Linked DNA regions of Sus scrofa: region 2 is linked to region 1. A link is a contact called in public Hi-C data. All regions are on one chromosome and are shown on one strand. The core of a region is the stretch at or near the end of the contact, and the rest is flanking DNA. Distances in the headings are between cores, read along the strand shown.

Region 1 (3,813 bases), core at 334-2,833:
CTATTCAGATGGGGCCTGGCCCAGAGCCCCAGGCCAGCATCAAGACTTGCCCCAAGCATGTGCTCTAGTGACTGCTGCCATCAGGGCCACTGCCAGCCCATGTGGTGCTTATGATGATTCAGAAAAAGAAGCTGCTTCCTCCAGGTGGACACAGCTCCCTCCTGGGCCCCCAGCAGTGCTGAGTGGAGCAGGGCAAGGAGCTGGACTTCAACCCCTACTTGCATCTCATTTGTGTGAGCCTGTGCAGACCCAGCCTGCACTGTCTTATTCAGGGACAACGCCTCTGAGGCTCATTCCTGAACCATGACCCCAGACCAAACCGTCTTCCCCTGACCTGAATATGCCCCTGGCTGGGCAAAAGGAGATCATTCCAGAGGTGGTCCCTCTTTGCTGGTCCAGCCAACTTTAGACAGCAGGGCAAGAACTCAGGAGGGGTCCCCTAGAAAAAGTTCCCAACGCCCTTAGTAGGAGCCTTCTTCCCAGGCAGCACCCTCTGGCCCTGGAGCAGCTCCTGGATGAAGGAGCTCCCAGCTCTGTCGGTAGCCTTGAGGCTATTCTGGGGGCAGGAGATGCGCTGACCTCCAGTCTGTGAGTCTGGGTGGAAGAGCAGGCAGAGGTGGCACCGAGGTGGCACCCTCAGGCCTGGCTTCCAGGCCCCTGAGCTCCCTGCCCAGGGTGCAGACCAGGGAGCTGTGGGCTCAGGGTTTCTCCTCATTCTAGTCCCTGTCATTCACCATAGGCCCAGGGCATGGCTCCCTGTACCCACAACAGGGCCAGCTCAGAGTGTGATCTGCACAAATGGATGAGCGAAAGAATCATACAGAGGAAGAGGCCTTCCTGAAGCAGGTGGGGCTGCCAGGGCCTGAGGTCCCAGGACCCTCGCCCCGGCCCTCACTCCCTCGGGACTTTGAGCCTCCCCTCCCCTTCTACACAATAGGCAAAAATGACGCCTGCCTCCCTTGGTTGCCAGACAACTTCCTACTAATAATAAATATAGCAACAGCAATAATAATAAGGCCGCCACTTCTCCAGAACTTTCTCTGTGTTCAGCACTTCCCAGGAATCCTCACAAGGTGATATGAGGGAGGTGCTCTCCCCATCTTAAAAAGAGATTGATCAGTTCCCTTCAGGGCTCAGCAGTTAATGAACCTGACTAGGATCCATGAGGGTGTGGGTTCGATCCCTGGCCTCGCTCAGTGGGTTAAGGATCCGATGTTGCCGTGAGCTGTGGTGTAGGTCAGTTGTGGCTCAGATCCTGTGTTGCTATGGCTCTGGTGCAGGCTGGCAGCTGTAGCTCCAATTTGACCCCTAGCCTGGGAATCTCCATCTGCCACGGATGTGGCCCTGAAAAAAGAGCTTGGTGATGCCTCGGTGATGATGAGCCTTGCTCAGGAAAGGCAGCTGGATCCCTTGTGTGCAGGGCAGCGGGGGTTGTGTGGGACTGCAGGTGCCTGTGGAGCTCACAGCTGGGGAAGGAGCCTGGACCATGATCTAGAATCCATGCCCACCATGACTCCTTGCAGGTGCTGAGGGTCACCTGAGTCCAGGGTCAAGGTCAAAGCTCCTGGGAGGCTGGAGTCCTGGGCTCTGGCCCCACTTCTGCTTATGATCAGCTCTGCCACCTGTGTGGGTCACTATCCCTCCCTGACCTCAGTTTGTCCTGTTGTAAAGTGAGAAACAGGAATCTCTTCACAAAGAAAGACTAAGAGGAAGTTCAGGAAGGCATGGGGCGTGGGTGTGACTGTCTGGCTTCTCTCTGCCCCCTGGTGGACACCAGCAGCTTAGCACCCAGGGGAAACCGACAGCCAGAAAAGATTAACTCCCAGGGACTAGCTATGAGACTTCTGCCAAGGATCCTATCCTTTGGGGCCCCAGTCTCCATCTGTTAAGTGGAGACAATAATAGTACAACTGCATCAGGATGTTGTGAAGATTAAGTGTAACAGTGAGTATAAAACACATGCTATTGAGCTACACACAGATGTGCCCAATACCTGCCAATCATTATCATAACCCCTTCTCCTCCATCTCCCTGATCTACCAGTCACAAGCCCTGCTGACTCCCCCTCCTCTTGCATCCCCTCCACCTCCTAGACCAGGCCTTGTCATATGGATTTCTCCAAAAGCCTCACCCCGCCCCCATCCCACAGCCTCCTGCACCTCCCCTGTGACACAGTCTGCCCACGCCCCAAGGCCAGACCTGAAAATGCCTCATGCCAGAGAGCTGTCCAAACCCCTGAGCCAGGCTTGGGGGTGGGTGGGGGGAACCCTGCCCACCTCTGCAGCCTCAGTCAGCCTGCACCTTTCTGCTCCCTGTATTCTGACCACACTCAGCACCCACCATCCCTCCATTTAGGCCCTGGGGTCCTGCCTCCCAGATGAGTTCATTGAAAGGTTCCTTAAACTGTCCTTGCTTCCTTCGCCCTTCCCCACCTCTGCTGTAGCCCCAAACCCTCCTTAGGTCTCTGTTTTCTCATCTGCCAAATGGAACTATGGTGATGAGGATGCAAAGAGGGAATATACAGAAGTACGTGGCCCCCAGTAGCCACCAGACAGAAGCCAGGTGCCTACAACTGGGAAGGAGGGTTCCAACATCTGTGCAATCGGGGAGTCATGCCTGGGTGGGGCGGGGGCAGAGGCATGCAGTGCGGCAAGAGCCCCCAGACCCCGCCACAGCCCACCCAGCAGGGGGACCCTCTGAGCAGGTAAGCACGGCCTGGGCTTCCAGGTGGAGCACAGAGCCTGGGTGGCCCCTTCGTGGGACCCTGCTCACCATCTCACTGTAGGACCAAATGGAGAACTGTCCCTCTGGCTTGGTGGCCCCAGGGAGCAGCACTGGGGCTGAAGCACTAATGACCCTGACCCTGATTTAAGAGGAGGGAGGCACCTGGCAGGAGGCAGACCCCTTCTGACCCTCTGTCAGGTCTGGGGCCAGGGCAGTGGACCAGAGACCTAGAACCTGTATGGAAAGGAGGGCAGCCGTGATGGGGAGGCCCTCAGTGGTCCTCCAGGCCCCTTGGGGAAACCGAGGCTGTGATTGGGGAAAAGACGCTCCTTAGGGTTAGATGGAGCTTTCACTAATTCAACATATTTTTATTCTATTTAGTATTTTGGTTAAGCAATATATTTACAACTTCCAAGAAACTATATATAGAATGATATACTTTAAAAGGCTCCCCTGGAGTTCCCGCTGTGGAAACAGAAACAGACTCACAGACGTGGAGAACAGACTTGTGCTTGCCAAGGGGGAGGGGGGAAGTAGTGGGATGGACTGGGAGTTTGCGGTTAGTAGATGAAAACAATTATGTGTAGAATGTGTGTGTATATGTGTAACTGAATCACCTTGCAGCACAGCAGAAATGATCATAACATTGGAAATCAACTATACTTCAATAAAACTTTAAAAAATTTTTAAAATGATGTTTAGAATGGATAAACAGGAGTTTCTTTCATGGCTAAGTGGAAACGAATCTGACTAGGATCCATGAGGACGCAGGTTCAATCCCTGGCCTCGATCAGTGGGTTAAGTGGCGTTAAGTGGGCATTGCTGTGAGCTGTGGTGCATGTCACAGCTGCAGCTCGGATTTGGCGTTGTTATGGCTGTGGCATAGGCCAGCAGTTAGAGCACCGATTCGACCCCTAGCCTGGGAAACTCCATATGTTACAGGTGCAACCATAAAAAAAAAAAAAAAAAAAAAACCCAAAAAACGTTAGACTGGATAAGCAATGAGGTCCTGCTGTACAGCACAGAGACCTATATCCAGTGTCTTGGGATAGACCGTGATGGAAGATAATGGGAGAAAGGGAATATACA
Region 2 (3,813 bases), core at 611-3,110, 69 kb before region 1:
TTGTCATGGTAACCATACCCTCGGAAAATCTCCAGGCAAAGGCTCTACAGTTAACAACCATCATGTGAGAGTGTCTGCCAATATGTGGCCACACATCTCGATTTTAAAACTAGCCCCAGGCGGTTACCACAAATTGGAGAGAACAAGGCTTTTGATCAAAGCAGGCTGGATTGAGAAAAGGAGGACCCTGGGATACATGGGACTACAAGGTTTAGGCTGGGTCTGCAAAAGTGGCCATTACGCCAATGGTGATCCAAACGTTTGAGAAATGTATTTATTGGCAATCATTCCAGGCAGGTCTGTCATATACTGTAAACATTCAGGAGTGATTCCTTCCACCCAAGGGTGATGGGACTTGAGAGCTAGGCAGAGCCAAGTAGTAATCTCAGAGAGAAAGCAATTAGAACTCTTAAATTGGCTAACAAGGGGTTAGTAGAAAAGGTATTTAGGCACTTTTCACACGTTACTGAACATTTCTATGCCTTTAGGCTGCTGCCCTTACCTCTTTAGTGTGGCAGATGGGGTGTTACTATTATAATAATACAAAGTGTTCAACAAATGGTGGTTATTATGTGCCAGGGCATTGTAGCAAGCACTTTTCAGACATTACTTCATTTTGTCCTTATGGCAATCCGAGAGGTATTTAACAATGAGAAAACTGAGGCTAAGAGGTGAAGCTAATTGTGTGAAGTCATGCAGCTGATAAGTGGCAGTGTTGGGATTAGAACCTAGGTTCATCTGATTCTAAAGCCCTTTCTTTCCTTCCTCCCTTCCTTCCTCCCTTCCTTTCTTTCTGTCACCCCGAGACACTCAGAAGTTCTCGGGCAGGGCTCGAACCCAAGTCACAGCAGTGACCAAAGCTGCTGCAGTGACAAGAATGTGTCTTTAACCTGCTGTACCACAGAAGAACTCCTTGTGGGTTGTTCACATGCTTGTTCTTTCTCTGTTTTCACCCCATCTCTTTTCTCCTTTTACCAAAGAGATGCAAAATTTTATTCTGCCCTCCGATTGTGTCTGAGCTTGAGTTTGGGGTGAAAACATTAGAGCAGCCGCCCTTGCCTGAGAACTAGGCAGATCCAATCCTGGAGAACGCCACACCTCTGAGCTCATTGGCTTTAGCACTAGGTAGACAAGCCATTCTCTTCTCCATTAAAAATTGTTGGGTGTCTATTGCGTATCAGGTACTGCGCGAAGCACTGGAGATACAGCAATGACCTAGGCAGAATCTGTTCCTTGCCTTTATAGGACAGTCTGGAGTGAAAGTCAGACAATAGACAAGAGGTCTGTGTAAATTTCATACTGTAAGCAGTCCTGTGAAGAAAAAGAACTGGGTGCCGTGAAAAAAGCATAAAAATAGATCTATTTTAGATACGACTAACATCCCCCACTTAAAAGACGAAGTAGTTGTTCTCACAGCAGTTCGTTTTTTTTTTTTTTTTTTAAAGATTTTTTTTTTTTTAATTAGGGCTTTTTTTTTTTTTTTTTTTTGGCTTTTGTAGGGCCGCTCCCACGGCATATGGAGGTTCCCAGGCTAGGGGTCTAATCGGAGCTGTAGCTGCCGGCCTACACCAGAGCCACAGCAACATGGGATCCAAGCCGTGTCTGTGACCTACAGCACAGCTCATGGCAACGCCGGATCCTTAACCCACTGAGCAAGACCGGGGATGGAACCTGCAACCTCATGGTTCCTAGTCAGATTCGTTAACCACTGCGCCACGACGGGAACTCCAGCAGTTCGTTGATAGCAGTCACATCGGGAGCTTCCGAGCTTGGAAGTTTGTCCCCTTCGCTAGTCACCCTCCCTACGGTACCTGAGGTCCGCGCCTGCGCATTAATGGTTGCCATGGGGACAGCTGCTCCAGCGCAAGCGCAGACGTCTCTAAGATGGCGGCTGTGGCGGCTGCACGAGCAGTGTCTGTGGGCCCGGGGCTCCGGGACCTGAAACGAACGCTCCCTCTTGTAGTGATTCTCGGGGCCACAGGGACGGGCAAATCTACCCTAGCGCTACAGCTAGGCCAGCGACTTGGCGGCGAGATCATCAGCGCTGACTCTATGCAGGTATGACAGTGCGGCTGTCCCCGGCCTGTGCAATCGGAGGCCGCGTGCCGGCCTCTGGCCGAATGGATACCCTGGCGCTTGGGTGGTAGGGGGTGAACCCCGAGGCTTGTGGGGCGGCGGGGTGGGTGAAGGACGCCCAAAATGACCAGACGCCCACTCTGTGCCAGACGTCGTGCCAGGTGTTTCACGTCCATCATCCCATTTACTTTCTCACGACATTGCTGTTGGTTGTAGGTTATATTATCATCTCCATTTACGGATGCGGGAATTCACCTAGAGAGGTGAAAACAATTATCTCCACGTCACGTAGCGAATACGTGGCGGAGATGGCATGTGAACCTACAAGGTTGACATATAGGCGTCCAGTAAATAACTTTTTGAATGAAAGTTATTCCTGAGCTTTTGCCATTTAGAGTTCCCAGGATAAATCAGTTACTATCTACGAGTCTCTGCTGAGGGAATGGAGCAGGGTCGATAGTCCGGAGACCTGGATTCTCGTCCTGAATCTGCCTTCGCCCACGTGACGTAAACATTGTTAACCATGGTTTGGGGACGTTCTGTATCTGTGAAGTGGAGAAAATGCCACCTACCTCACAGGGCTGTAATGCTTCATAAGTGAGATCACGCGAGTTAGAATGAGGAGCAAGGCGGCCTGTCCTGAAAAAAGCCAGGAGTTCGATAAATGCGTGTTGCAACTGAGATTATTAACTTACTGACTGATGGGAGTCAGGAGGTTTTGCCCTCTTCCTTGAGCCACAGGGAGGCCCAGAAGGAGTGTAGTACACATAACACTTGGCAGCATTTGTGCTCCAGTTGAGGGTGGGTGACATTTGAGGTAAATATCTGATGGAGGAATTACAAGCACTGTTTGTTGAAGAGAATTTAGTTAAGAGTTTTCACAGAGTAAATGAGATGCTTAACGGGAAATGCCTGGTGCTGAACCTAACACATGATAGGTACTCAACAGGAGGGGCAGTCCTTCTTCCCACTGTACCCCATAAGCCTCCAGGCATGGTTTCTACTCTCATTAATTCGTTTGGGGGCACAGCCGTCAGCACACTTCAGATGATTAGGATAATTCAACAAATATTTTTTCGAAACCCCTACTTTGTGCAACTTCTACTTTTTTCTTTTCTTTTTTGGCTGCTCCTTGGTATATGGAGTTTTCAGGCCAGTGATCAAGTCCATGCCACAGTTTGTGACCTATGCCGCAGCTGGGGCCATGCTGCATCCTTTAGCTCACTGTGCTGGGCTGGGGATCAGACCCGAGTCCTAGTACTGCAGAGACCCATCGATCCTATTATACTATAGTGGGAGTTCCTACTTTGTGCTGGCTTTGAGAGACAGGCTTTAGCTCAAATCCCAGCCATGTCTTTTAAAGATATGCAACTTCAGCCTGACCTCTTTGTGTCTTTGTTTCTTCTGTAAAATAGGAAAAATAAGATCAACAACGTAATCTTACTGTGATGATTAAACAAGATTAATAAATATGCGAAGTACTTAATATAATTTCAGGCATGTAGTAAGTGCTAAAAATATGATAGGTATTATTTTCTGCAAGGTCCACAAGACAAAATTGCAGTCCCTGTCTTCACAGAATCTAGCTAGTCCAGCTAAACATGAAACAAAGCAAGTTAATAAATGTTCGAACTAAGATGCTTTGCAAGGTGTGGGGAGGGGAGAGACTACAAGTATTAGATTCTATGATAAACCATAGGATTTCTGAGAAGAGAGAAATCAGTGAAGGCTGATATA

The links. A called contact is a pair of places that touch in the nucleus more often than the background predicts.
Region 2: a Hi-C map of retroperitoneal adipose tissue shows a contact between it and region 1, with 1.9 times the contacts expected there. The contact joins the promoter of TRIT1 here to the enhancer-like site in region 1. A contact is called at or near these places in 6 of 47 Hi-C or Micro-C datasets (fetal heart ventricle, fetal skeletal muscle, liver and 2 more) and 1 of 2 datasets of contacts at active chromatin or transcription factors (alveolar macrophages).

What each region holds. Positions count from the first base shown.
Region 1 is chr6:95,612,466-95,616,278 of Sscrofa11.1, reverse strand. No RefSeq gene overlaps it. Among named protein-coding and RNA genes, the nearest start is that of BMP8B, 15 kb to the right of the region's middle. Within about 2 kb of position 1,583, at least 9 of the 83 cell types and tissues checked have an H3K27ac peak or open chromatin away from gene starts, as enhancers often do. A contact at or near this core is called in retroperitoneal adipose tissue, where this site is marked.
Region 2 is chr6:95,681,864-95,685,676 of Sscrofa11.1, reverse strand. It overlaps TRIT1 (tRNA dimethylallyltransferase, mitochondrial), which reads left to right and starts at 1,860. Exons shown (of 9, transcript XM_021095994.1): 1 at 1,860-2,058. The coding sequence starts at 1,885.